Regions from separate parts of the Mus musculus genome. Here regions 2 and 3 are each linked to region 1. Evidence: chromatin contacts called from public HiChIP or PLAC-seq data. All regions are on one chromosome and are shown on one strand. Each heading gives the region's core, a stretch centred on a gene start, on an enhancer-like site or on the middle of the called end of the contact. The rest is flanking DNA. Distances are from core to core; before and after follow the strand shown.

Region 1 (3,532 bases), core at 520-3,019:
GAACACTATGCCAGGTCACTCACTGCCAGTCTCCAGGACCGGAATCTTGGTTGTGCCCTCATGTGCAACCACATCCCCTTCTCAATACATACACAGCACAGATGCGTTTGTGAGATGTTGGCTGGGGAGACTCACTTGGGAATTCACAGACACTCGTTTCCTCACCCAAAATCCCCCTAGACTGCCACCACCTCCTCCCCTTTTTCCCTCCCCCTTTTTCTTTCAATACAGCATCTCTCCACGTAGCCCAGGCTGGCCTGGAACTCAAAACCGATCTGCCTCATCCATCCTAGTGTGGCGATTACACCCCGCCCATCCCCAGCACTTCTCTTTTGATACAATAAAGAGCTGGAATCCTAAGTACTTTGTAGAAATCCCACAGAGCATGGGGCCCCCTAGCCCCGGAAGACCTTGCCCCCCCCCAACACCTCCTGCCTTCTGCATGCCCCTCTGCCCAGCTGCCAGGGAACCCCCCGGGGTCTCCCACTAAGTGCTGGGGTGCAGGTGGCGCAGGCGGCATAATGGAGTGATAACAGATGCTCATTAGCAGGGGCCCACCATGCAGCCCACACGCCTCAGGGAGTCAGACTGGCAGAGGCAAACAGCGGCGCCAGCCGCCCACCTTTGTCTGGTTGAGTGGGGGCTGTGAGCTAGGGCTGGGGGCTGGGCACTGGGGCTTTAGAAGCCATATATGATTTGACATCTGGGGGCCCGTCTATCTCCATCATGGTACAGCTAGGGACATGGGTCCAGCTGGAAGGAATGCCAGGGTCCCACCAGAGGCCATGGCAAGCCTGAACTTTTACCTATCTGGGTGCATCTTTGGGGTTACCATGTGGGGGAAGCAACTGGTAGGAGGTGTGCACTCTTGGGACCCCCTCTAGTGACTCTTGCAGACGGGGTGACAGACCTGGGCTGACAGGCATGGGGACCTGTGGCTGGCAGCAACAGAGAGACATATACATGAGCTCTATCTACCCTTTTGCTGGCTTACCAGGAAAGGCTGCCTGCCTCTTCCTCCTCAAAAGTCAAACAACCAAAGTGAGCTGCTGCTAAACCGGTCCCCCCACCCCCCGCCCTCCCCGCCCCCGTGGATCTCAGGAGGAAACTGCTTGGGAAGCACTAGGGACAAAGGGAAAAATGGGGTTCATGCCGCCAGTCCTCAACCACACGCCAGGGTCCAAGCTTCACTCTGGCCCTCGTGGCAGTGGTGCCCTTCTGAGCAAAGAGGGACACAGCTGGCCAACGTGTTCCAGTGCCCCCTCGTGAGCACGCCCAGCCCCACACTCTGAGCGGCAAGGAGTATCCTAGGACCAGCTAGAACCTCAAACTCAGTCGTTCCCTGGGAGATACGATCCAGCACACACTCGAGAACTCCCAAGCACTGCGCTAAACCTTAGACTAAGGTCAAGCGGGCCAGGCCAGGCGAAGTGCATGCCGTACCCGCTGCCCTCTCTTACCTCCGTCTCGCACTGTGAACAGCAGCGTCTTGCCTCCAAGCCTAGGCAGGCACTTCTGTTAACAGCCTTTGCTGCTAATGTCTCCTCCTCCTCCCAGGTGCCCAGCACCTAGTCTGAGCCTGTCTAGGCAGCTGTGAACTCAATCCAGGTGAGGCTCCGCCTACCCGGCTAGCTTCCGGTGCCAAGTGCCCTCTAAAACTCCTAGGTTTCCTAGCGAGGCTTGACAGAGTCTTCAGACTCCATGGACTTTGGGGATTTCTTCCCTAGACAGTAAAAGCTGCCCCGTGGGAGGCCGGGATCACGCTGTCTCTGGGCTTCAGAGACCCTTTTCAGGCTGTGGGAGGCAGGCCGCCACGCCCACACACACCTGCAAACTGCCAGCCCTTTGTGGCTTCTCCAGCCTCTTCAGACCATATCCTGTCTGCAGCGCCATTCACACCAGCCACAGGCTGGATACAGGAGGGCTCCGGGGCTGTGGGTGGGGCTCTCACAATATGTCCTGCTGGACTCAGGTGGGATCAGAGCAGGCAGAAGGTGAGGGGGCAGGAACTGGAGCTTTTTGCTAGGGATGGGAGGTGGCAGCTGCCCCAGGTATCTTGGAAGGGGGCCAAGGGGAGAAGTCCAGGCGAGCTCCACCAATGGAGAGAGGCCTCGTGCAGGCACTTCCTTCAGACCCTGCCACCCACCTCTCTTTCAATGCTCTTGCAATCAGGCACTAGTATGGGGGCGGGGTATGTGTGTGAGTCCTGATGCACACACCTAGCTCCCAACATAGAGACCTGCTGGCTGAGCCATACTTCCCTGAGGACGCCAATCCAAGCAGAAGCTGATCCTCTGAGCAAGGGGTATGAAACACTGTTGTGGGCCAGGCCCATGGGGTTGTCAGTCCCCTAGGATCTACCTCGCTTCCCTCCCCACCGGGCCCTCCCGCCATGTTTTTCCGCCACTGTGTTTCTTGCCCCTCAGGTCAATCCCCATGCTTGTCTTGTCTGCTTTTCCCCAGCAGTTACCAGAGCAGGGCCAGAATAGGGTCTGGTCTAGAGGGAAGATGTATGGCTAGTGAGTGGATAAGAAAAGATGGATGGATAGATAGATAGGTGGATGGACAGATGGACCAGCGGATGGATTCCGTCACATGTTTGTGGAAAGCCTGCTGTGATCCAGGCACTGTGCAGGGCATAGGAGCGACAGCTACAAGCCATATACTAAAATCCCTGCCCGCTCAAAGCTGCAGGGATACAGATCATAAATTTAATGAGCAATAAATATGAAATCTATCCAGAGCTATAGTAAGAATAATGGGGAGAAAATATGGTGAGGGGAGTTGATAAAGGAGCAGGGCTGGATTCACGGTGAGAAATGATGCTTGAGTGTAGACAGCATCCAAGGAGGCAGCCTACGGGGTACCAAGAGCAGAGCATTCTAGTGGATGGAAGAGTCTGTGCAAAGGCCCTGGGGTCGGTGATCCTGACTTTAGGGATGAGGAGGAGGAGGGTGCTCACTGCTGTGCAACTGAATGAAGGAACCAAAGACAGAGACGAGGCCACAGAGTTGAGAAGGATATCAAAAGGGAGCACCAGTCCCCTGAGATGACATAAGCACCTGTCTGCATAGGCCCCACTGGGACTCTCAATCCCGCCATAACCCCTTCCACGTGGGAACTTCTGGCTACAGGGTGGGCATGCAAACTTGCTCTGCCCAGCACAAACTGGATCTCTAGAACTGAGCAGATGGGGGTGGGGAGGAGCCAAGGAAGATGAATGTCAAAAAAAGGACCCAGAGAAAAAGCTTGACTACAGATCCCCATGGCCCCAGAGGCACTGTCTGCCCTGATAAGGACACAGGGGAGTGCCAGTGATTTCTTGTATCCCTAACTTGTGACACCCACACTTCACATCCTCTTCTATGTCCTCAGGGGCCTCGTCATGTGATATAGCTACCATTCTGTCACCTAATAGCAAGGACTGGTGCTAGAATCCCAGTCTTGAGCCCACTTTCACTGGGTTTCCTTGGAAAGGTTGCTTAACCTCTCTGTGCCGCAGGTCATATATCAAATGGGGACCCCTTCTTTT
Region 2 (3,532 bases), core at 443-2,942, 330 kb before region 1:
TCACCCGCCGCTTGTTCCTGCCTTTTCGACCATGACCTCCATTTTGCCAGCCACCCTTGCTCCCAAGGCCAAGAGCACACCCTTAGCTGCTGGCGGCGACAGGGCCTGACCTTTGGAGAAGTAGGTGGAAGACTGGCAGTGTTCATCGGAGAGGCAACCCTTGACAGTGTCCATATCCATGCGCCGAAGGGAAGGCAAGGCCGGGTGGTAGAGCTGGTGCTTCACACCGGCCAGTGGGTGGCGCACTCGCTCCAGGGGGAGGAGGACCGCTGGGGAAGCATACAAGTGGGCGGAGCATTCGTCCCAGGGCACCAGGTCTATGATTTGGGCCATCGCTGGGGAAGAGAGGGGCGGAGTCAGATGCCCTTCCGTATAGGCACATGTTCTTGGCCTATGCTGATTTAACGATTTATCAAACATTTACTGAGTATCTTCTGTGCGCCCCGTGATTTTTCCGAAGCTCCACATCCAAACAACAGATTTATGTGTTCTGTGTATGTGTGTACACACACACACAGACACACGCACACACACACAGACACACACACAGCTCCCAGTGCTCTGAGGGAGGTCAGCACAGAGTGTACGTGTATCTGAGAGGGCTGGAGCTAGGACACTCTAGGAACTGTCTAGATGAAGTGAAACTTAAATATTGAACAGGAAAAAGCCATAGTAAAGCTATTTAGAATGTAGCCTGGAATGCCGTGTGGCTTATGATGCTAGATAGCCAACTCTGGATTTGCCTAGGCCATATTTAGCATTTGCCCCAAATGCTATAGATAGATGAGACTCTTAAAGGAGAGAAATGTGACAGATCTGAATTAGAAAAAGATGGATGGTTGGTTACCTAGTGTCTCTGTTCTAAAAAGCAGATATTCCCTGGAGCCCCTTTTACTCATTTACATCTTAGAATTTGTTGACTCTACTTCCTGACCCTCCAAGTTACAGAGATAAGAAATGGACATGGGGTGGCAGGAGGAGAGAGGAACTTGACCATGAAATGTTTGCTACTTTGTGGGGTCTTCTTTCTTCCAGTCTTTTCCACCTTTCCCCCACCCTTTCAACCCACTAACACTAGATATGAGAGAAAAAGTATAGAGGGGAGAGAGGAAGGGAAAGAAATCCCCGAATCTAATTTCTGTTTCTTCTTGTTTGTTCTCTGAGCATGACTACTATCAAGCTACAACCAACCCCCCTGAACAACCAACAACAACCCATAATCCTCCTGGGTCCCTAGTTTATAGACCCTCTGAAAAGTTTTCAGAATTCCAAAAGTCACAGAAACTATCTGCAGCTGGCAAAACTATGCCCCTGCTAGAGCACGAGGCAAATCAGAGTCAGCTGCTTCAGACAGTCCAAGGCAGCCCCATATTCCTACACCTGGGTATTAAAAGCACATTCTTAAAATATTTCTGCATTAAAAAAAAAAAGAAACCACGATTCCAAAATTCTCACTATAATGAAGGATCAGGACGGGGCATGATAGAAAAAGTGGAAAAGCTGTCTCAGAGTTGACCCTCCATGAGGAAGGATGGAGTGGTAGAACACAGAGAAAAAGGAAGAGAGAACACCCTGCTACCATTTACCCATAGCCACTACCTCATCTGCAGGGCACAGGCCCAAGTGCACAGGCAGGTAAGAACCGTCTATCCTCCTGCTGCTCAGTGGGCAAAAGAAAGGATGTGGGCGTGCCTTCCAGGCAACTGCAGGCTAAGGAGCATCACAGAGACAATGCCCAGTGCAACCTGATTGTGAGGACGAAGCTCCTGGTAACCCTGGGCAACACAGGCTGCCAGGATCCCTAGGCACTGGACATCTATTCCCTGGGTCTCTATGGCAGCCACATAAGACAAGCATCTTGGAAAATGTCAGAACTGGGGCTCTATAGAGGTGACCCGGCCACATTAGGGTAGGGATAACTGCTGGGTTCACCCCAGCCTGTTTCACTGTGTTGGCTAGATCAACGTGACACAAGTTATAGCTATCTTAGAGGAGGGAACCCCACCAGAGAAATGCCTCCATAAAATTAGTCATAGGCAAGCCTGCAGGGGGCTTTCTTAATTAGTGATTGATGGGGAGGGCCCAGCCCATTGTGGACGATACCATCCCTGAGCTGGTGGTCCTGGGTTCTATAAGAAAACAGGCTGGAGCAAGCCACAGGAAGCAAGCCAGTAAGCAGTTCTTCTCCATGGCCTCTGCACCCTGCCTCCAGGATCCTGCCCTGCTTGAGTTCCTGTCCTGGCTTCCTTCAGTGATACGGAAGTGTAAGCCAAATAAACCCTTCCCTTCCCAACTTACTTTGGTCATGATGTTTCATCATAGCAATAGAGACCCTAAACCAGAACCAGAACAGTGACCCTGTACTAGCTACTGCTGCCTCTCTCTGGACCTAAGAGGACTGTTTGTGTTAGGCAAAGACCCCAGGCTCTGCAGCAGGGCTGCCTGGGAGCCTGGAGGGGACCTTGTCCCCATGAGTCTCAGGGAAGATGATACCACGCTGTCTTTGGTCTTTAGGGGTGGAGATTAGCCAGGCTCTGGGGTCAGGGCAGGGATCAGGCAGAGTGGTGGCCTCAGCAGGCTAGGGATTAGCAAGTGATACTCCACCCCTCCCCCATTCTGCCCTACCTTACTACCTGGCGGAACCGCAGCCTCCCTCCCTGTCAGGAAGCTTCGCTCAGAATCCCAAAGCCCCCAGAAATTGAGTGAGACATCCCAAGCTTTGGAATCCTGGGGCTGTCTATTCTTTTGCATATATTGACATATGATTTGCATAAATTTGCATAAATGCTAAACCTGTCATTCAGAATGTCCTATTGGAGTCCTGTAAGATTTGCTGCTCCTTGATTAGGGACCAAGGAACTTAAGAAAACACTCCAAGTTCTTCTCTTAAAGAAACTTGCCCGGTGCTGAGCCTACCCCTAAACGAAGGTCCACCTCTTTTGTTTTGTTTTGTTGTTTTGTTTTGTTTTGTTTGTTTTTCAAGACAGGGTTTCTCTGTGTAGCCCTGACTGTCCTGGAACTCACTTTGTAGACCAGGCTGGCCTTGAACTCAGAGGTCTGTCCGCCTCTGCCTCCTGTGTGTTGATTTAAAGGCCTGTGCCATTACTGCCTGGCAAGGTCCAACTCTTTTTTAAAGTTAGAAAACAGCTGAGCATAGTGGTGTACACCTTTAATCACCGTGAGTCCAAGGCCAGCCGGGTCTACACAGTGAGTTTCAGGCCAGCCAGGCCTACATAGAGTGACCTTGTTGCAAAATAAATAAAAAAATTTTAAAATCAAATTTAAAAAAATAAGAAAGTATATGAATATACAGTTTAGTAATTTAAAATTTGACTTATACCTACCTACCCCAACCCCACTCCCATAATTGCTATTCAGTCACAGACACAGCTTTGCTAAAGAATTTAGTGGGAAGAGGCACAGTGGTAGCACCTGGCACTTCTCATGCTTCCTACATGGAGCTGTGCTGTGGCAGAGCAGCCTCTGCCACCACGAATGCACTGCCATGGGACACTTCTGGGATCCTTACAGA
Region 3 (3,532 bases), core at 558-3,057, 270 kb before region 1:
CCATGCCAGCCAGGGCTATATTTCTTAAAATAATGAGGTAAAAATAAAATGGAAACAAGATCTGAACCTAAGGAGTACTTATTGCTACCAGGTTTCCTCGTGAATCCGGTTAAGTGTATATCAATATATACATGTGAATATTTCAGATTTATAAGCACACACATGTCAATATTGATTTTTCCGTAGATAGTGATGAATTGGTAGATCGACAAGACAATTTCAGAGCAACTCTAGAGTTGGTTCTAATCATCTGTCTTTCTACACTTTTTTTTTTTTATATAATGGGCTCCTGGGAGTGACTCTCATTTCTTTATTTTTTTTATTTAATTCTTATATAAATTATATACATATATATATTTGAGTACACTGTAGCTGTCTTCAGACACACCAGAAGATGTCATCAGATCCCATTACAGATGGTTGTGAACCACCATGTGGTTGACTGGGAATTGAACTCAGGACCTCTGGAAGAGCAGTCAGTGCTCTTAACCGCTGAGCCATCTCTCCAGCCCTCTTTCTACACTTCTAAACCCCTTTCCTGACACCAAAGGCACTTGGCTGTCTTCTGAGTTATTTATTCATTTGTCCAATGATACAATGTTTCAGAATTTTTAACCCATCCACTGTGAGAAGGCAAGACTTTCAAGCAGAGTAGATAAAAGTTACTTTTGCCTTTGGCTCGAATATCTATGGTAAATATCTATGGTAAAATATTGAAGTTATGTGAGTTGAGGGCTGGAGTGTGGCTCAGCAACAAAGACTTGCCTCTTGGGCCTGGGACTCTGGACTGGAACTCCAGCATGGGACCGGATAGGGATGTAGGCACAATGTTATTGTGCCCTGTGTCCTCTCTCTCCCTCCCCCTCCCCTGGCTTATTCTCTCCCCCATTCAATCATTGGCTGATCAGTTCTATATTGACCAGTCAGGGAATAATTGGGAATTCAAACAGGAGAAGAGGGTCCAGGAGACAGCATAAGAAAACAGAAACATTTGACTAGCTCTCATGTAATATGCTAGGTTTATTTGCTGGGCTTGCCTTCTGTTTAAGGCTCTACCCATCTGACTATAGTTGATGTTGATGTTTTTGTGACAGAGTCTCACTGTGTAGCCCTACCTGGTCTGGAATTCAGAGTTACTTGCCTCTCCAGGGCTGGAATTAGAGGCATGCGCCACTATGCTTAGCTTAGTGAACTTCCGGTCTCAGCTTCTTGAGGGCAATCTCAGGTGTGTTCTGCCACGGCTAGCAAGATTGGGTTTTTGTTGTTGCTGTTTTTGTTGTTGTTGATTTGTTTTAATTTTTGAGAATATAAAATGTTAACAGTACTCCTGAAGCACAAAACTGTATGCTCAGGAAAGTGTCACAAGTCCTCCTTCGCCTGTCATCTGCCCCTATAAGGAGCTAAATACATTAGGTTTGGGGATATTTTTGTTTTCTTTCTTTAGTACCCAGCGTCTTGCACACACTAGGTGGATGCTCTATCACGGAGCCTAGCCTCAAGCTTTTAAGTTTGTCATATTTGATTTGTATTTGGGGCAGGATCCTGCTCCATTGGCCAGGCTGCCATTCCTGTTGTAGTCCAGGTGAGCACCACCATCTCCGTCTCCATCTGCCTCAGCCTCCTAAGGAGCAGGGCTCACAGGCCTGTGCCACCTGGTCTGCCTAGGCTCCTTGACTCCCATGTTTTCCATCTTGTGTTTTCCTCTTTTCAAAAACAGGCAGGCCCTTGGCTGTGTTCTTACTTCCGGTTTTGTGGATGATAGCTTATTGTCAGCTGCAGTCACAGACAGCCTTCCCTCCCCTCTCCTCCCCTTCCTTCCCCCACAGTGAGCACTTGGCATAGTGCCAATGCTTTACAACTATGAATAGCAATGCAGGTGTGTGTGTGTGTGTGTGTGTGTGTGTGTGTGTGTGTGTGCGCGCGTGCATGTGTGTTTGGATTTTGTATTGAGCAGTAAGTTATTTTGTTTTTAGAAGAGCAGATTTCTGCTTTCTAGTCCTTCAGATGAGATTTCAAACAGAGCAGCATGCTATGGTATTGAGAGGCTCGGGAGGTGTGGGGTGGCTGGTGACACCCAAATCCCTTCTTTGTGATATACTGGCTGGGTGAATTTGCAAAATTTACTTGACTTTTCTAGGGTTAGTTTCTGCATCTATAAAATAGAAGTAACCATCTCCTACTTTGTCTGTTGTGAAGATTAAGTAAGCTAGTCCAAGCCAGGCATGGTGGCACACCCAGCACTGGGTAAGGTAGAGGTGTATCTCTATGAGTTCAAGACTACCCAGGTCTATTTATTGAGGTTCAGGACAGCCAGAATAACCTAGTAAAACCCAGTCTCAAAACAAAACAAGACAAAACACAGTAAGACAACACCATCCATGTTAAAAATGTAATAGTCCAGCCGCCTTTAATCCCAGCACTCGGGAGACAGAGGCAGGTGGATTTCTGAGTTCGAGGCCAGCCTGGTCTACAGAGTGAGTTCTAGGACAGCCAGAGCTACACAGAGAAACCCTGTCTCGAAAAAAAGGGGGAAAAAAAAAGAAAGAAAGAAAGAAAAATGTAATAGTCCGTGTGTGTGCCTCTGTGTGTGTGTGTGTGTGTGTGTGTGTGTGTGTGTGTGTGTGTGTGATCTCATAGCCTCAGGCTATCTTGTAATTTACTCCCTATATAGCAGAGACCCGCCTTGAAGACCTGTGTGTCCTATGTCTTTCTCCTGAGCACAGAGACACCCTCCCTCCTCATCCAGCCCAGGCCTGTGTTTGCAGATTTCCTCTTGCTAACACTTGGAGATCGGTGCTCACTGGTAGACGGGTTCCAGCCTGGGGTCACGGAGGCTGATGATCCTTTTAAGAAAGATTTATTAGGAGAATTATTAATACTATGGATGGACAGACAGACAGCAGCATGGCAGGAGCTCTTTACCTGAGCCTTTTGGGGAAATGAGGAGGGACATGAGGATTCTCCTGGAATCCAGGCATCGGGGAGTCAGTTAGGAGCCTAAAGATTCACAAGCAGGCCCTGGGTAAAGGGTTTGCTGTTTCCTTTCCAAAAGAAAGGAGGCCGCTGCAGGTGGGCGTGGTCTGAGCAGCAGTCTGGCTCAGATTCTAATAGCAGACCCTTGTGATCACCACAGACTTGCACAGGGTGGCCATAGACTGGGTCCTAGTGTGTGCTGTAGCTGGTGTCGAACAAGGTGATACCCTTCCCCTGAGCAGATCAGTGCAAAAGGAGGGAAAGTTTGTTTGGGCTCTTGGTTTCAAAGGTTTCATTCCATGGTTGCCTGACACATACATGCACACATATGCATACATACATACATGTACACATACATGTATATACAAATGTATAGATAAATATGTACACAATATACTGAGAGGGGGAGGGAGGGAGAGGGAGAAGGAAAGAGAGAGAGAGAGAGAGAGAGAGAGAGAGAGAGAGAGAGAGAAAGAGAGAGGAGAGGGAGGCAGCCAGCCAGATAGATTGAAATCCCAGATCCTCTTCAAAGTATTACTCCCAATGACACATCCTTGTG

The links. HiChIP or PLAC-seq counts read pairs in DNA pulled down with a chosen protein or histone mark.
Region 2: an H3K4me3 HiChIP or PLAC-seq map of embryonic stem cells shows a contact between it and region 1, with 20 read pairs. The contact joins the promoter of Tepp here to the promoter of Adgrg1 in region 1. A contact is called at or near these places in 8 of 39 promoter capture datasets (the 3T3-L1 cell line, the C10 cell line, embryonic stem cells and 2 more), 4 of 115 datasets of contacts at active chromatin or transcription factors (bone marrow-derived macrophages and embryonic stem cells) and 1 of 9 other capture datasets (embryonic stem cells).
Region 3: a contact with region 1 is called in an H3K27ac HiChIP or PLAC-seq map of T-cell acute lymphoblastic leukemia, with 2.9 times the contacts expected there. The contact joins the enhancer-like site here to the promoter of Adgrg1 in region 1. A contact is called at or near these places in 9 of 115 datasets of contacts at active chromatin or transcription factors (T-cell acute lymphoblastic leukemia, acute myeloid leukemia, embryonic stem cells and 4 more) and 4 of 9 other capture datasets (adipose tissue, embryonic stem cells, liver and 1 more).

What each region holds. Positions count from the first base shown.
Region 1 is chr8:94,975,346-94,978,877 of GRCm38.p6, reverse strand. Adgrg1 (adhesion G protein-coupled receptor G1) reads right to left here and starts at 1,769. Exons shown (of 14, transcript NM_001198894.1): 1 at 1,461-1,769. Gm30968 (a long non-coding RNA gene) reads left to right here and starts at 2,150. Exons shown (of 4, transcript XR_879113.3): 1 at 2,150-2,305.
Region 2 is chr8:95,309,758-95,313,289 of GRCm38.p6, reverse strand. Tepp (testis, prostate and placenta expressed) reads right to left here and starts at 1,692. Exons shown (of 8, transcript NM_199455.2): 1 at 1,600-1,692; 2 at 111-335. The coding sequence starts at 333.
Region 3 is chr8:95,243,641-95,247,172 of GRCm38.p6, reverse strand. All of the region lies in intron 31 of Cngb1 (cyclic nucleotide gated channel beta 1), which reads left to right. Among named protein-coding and RNA genes, the nearest start is that of Gm31277, 44 kb to the right of the region's middle. Within about 2 kb of position 1,807, at least 67 of the 459 cell types and tissues checked have an H3K27ac peak or open chromatin away from gene starts, as enhancers often do. A contact at or near this core is called in T-cell acute lymphoblastic leukemia, memory CD8 T cells and pro-B cells, where this site is marked.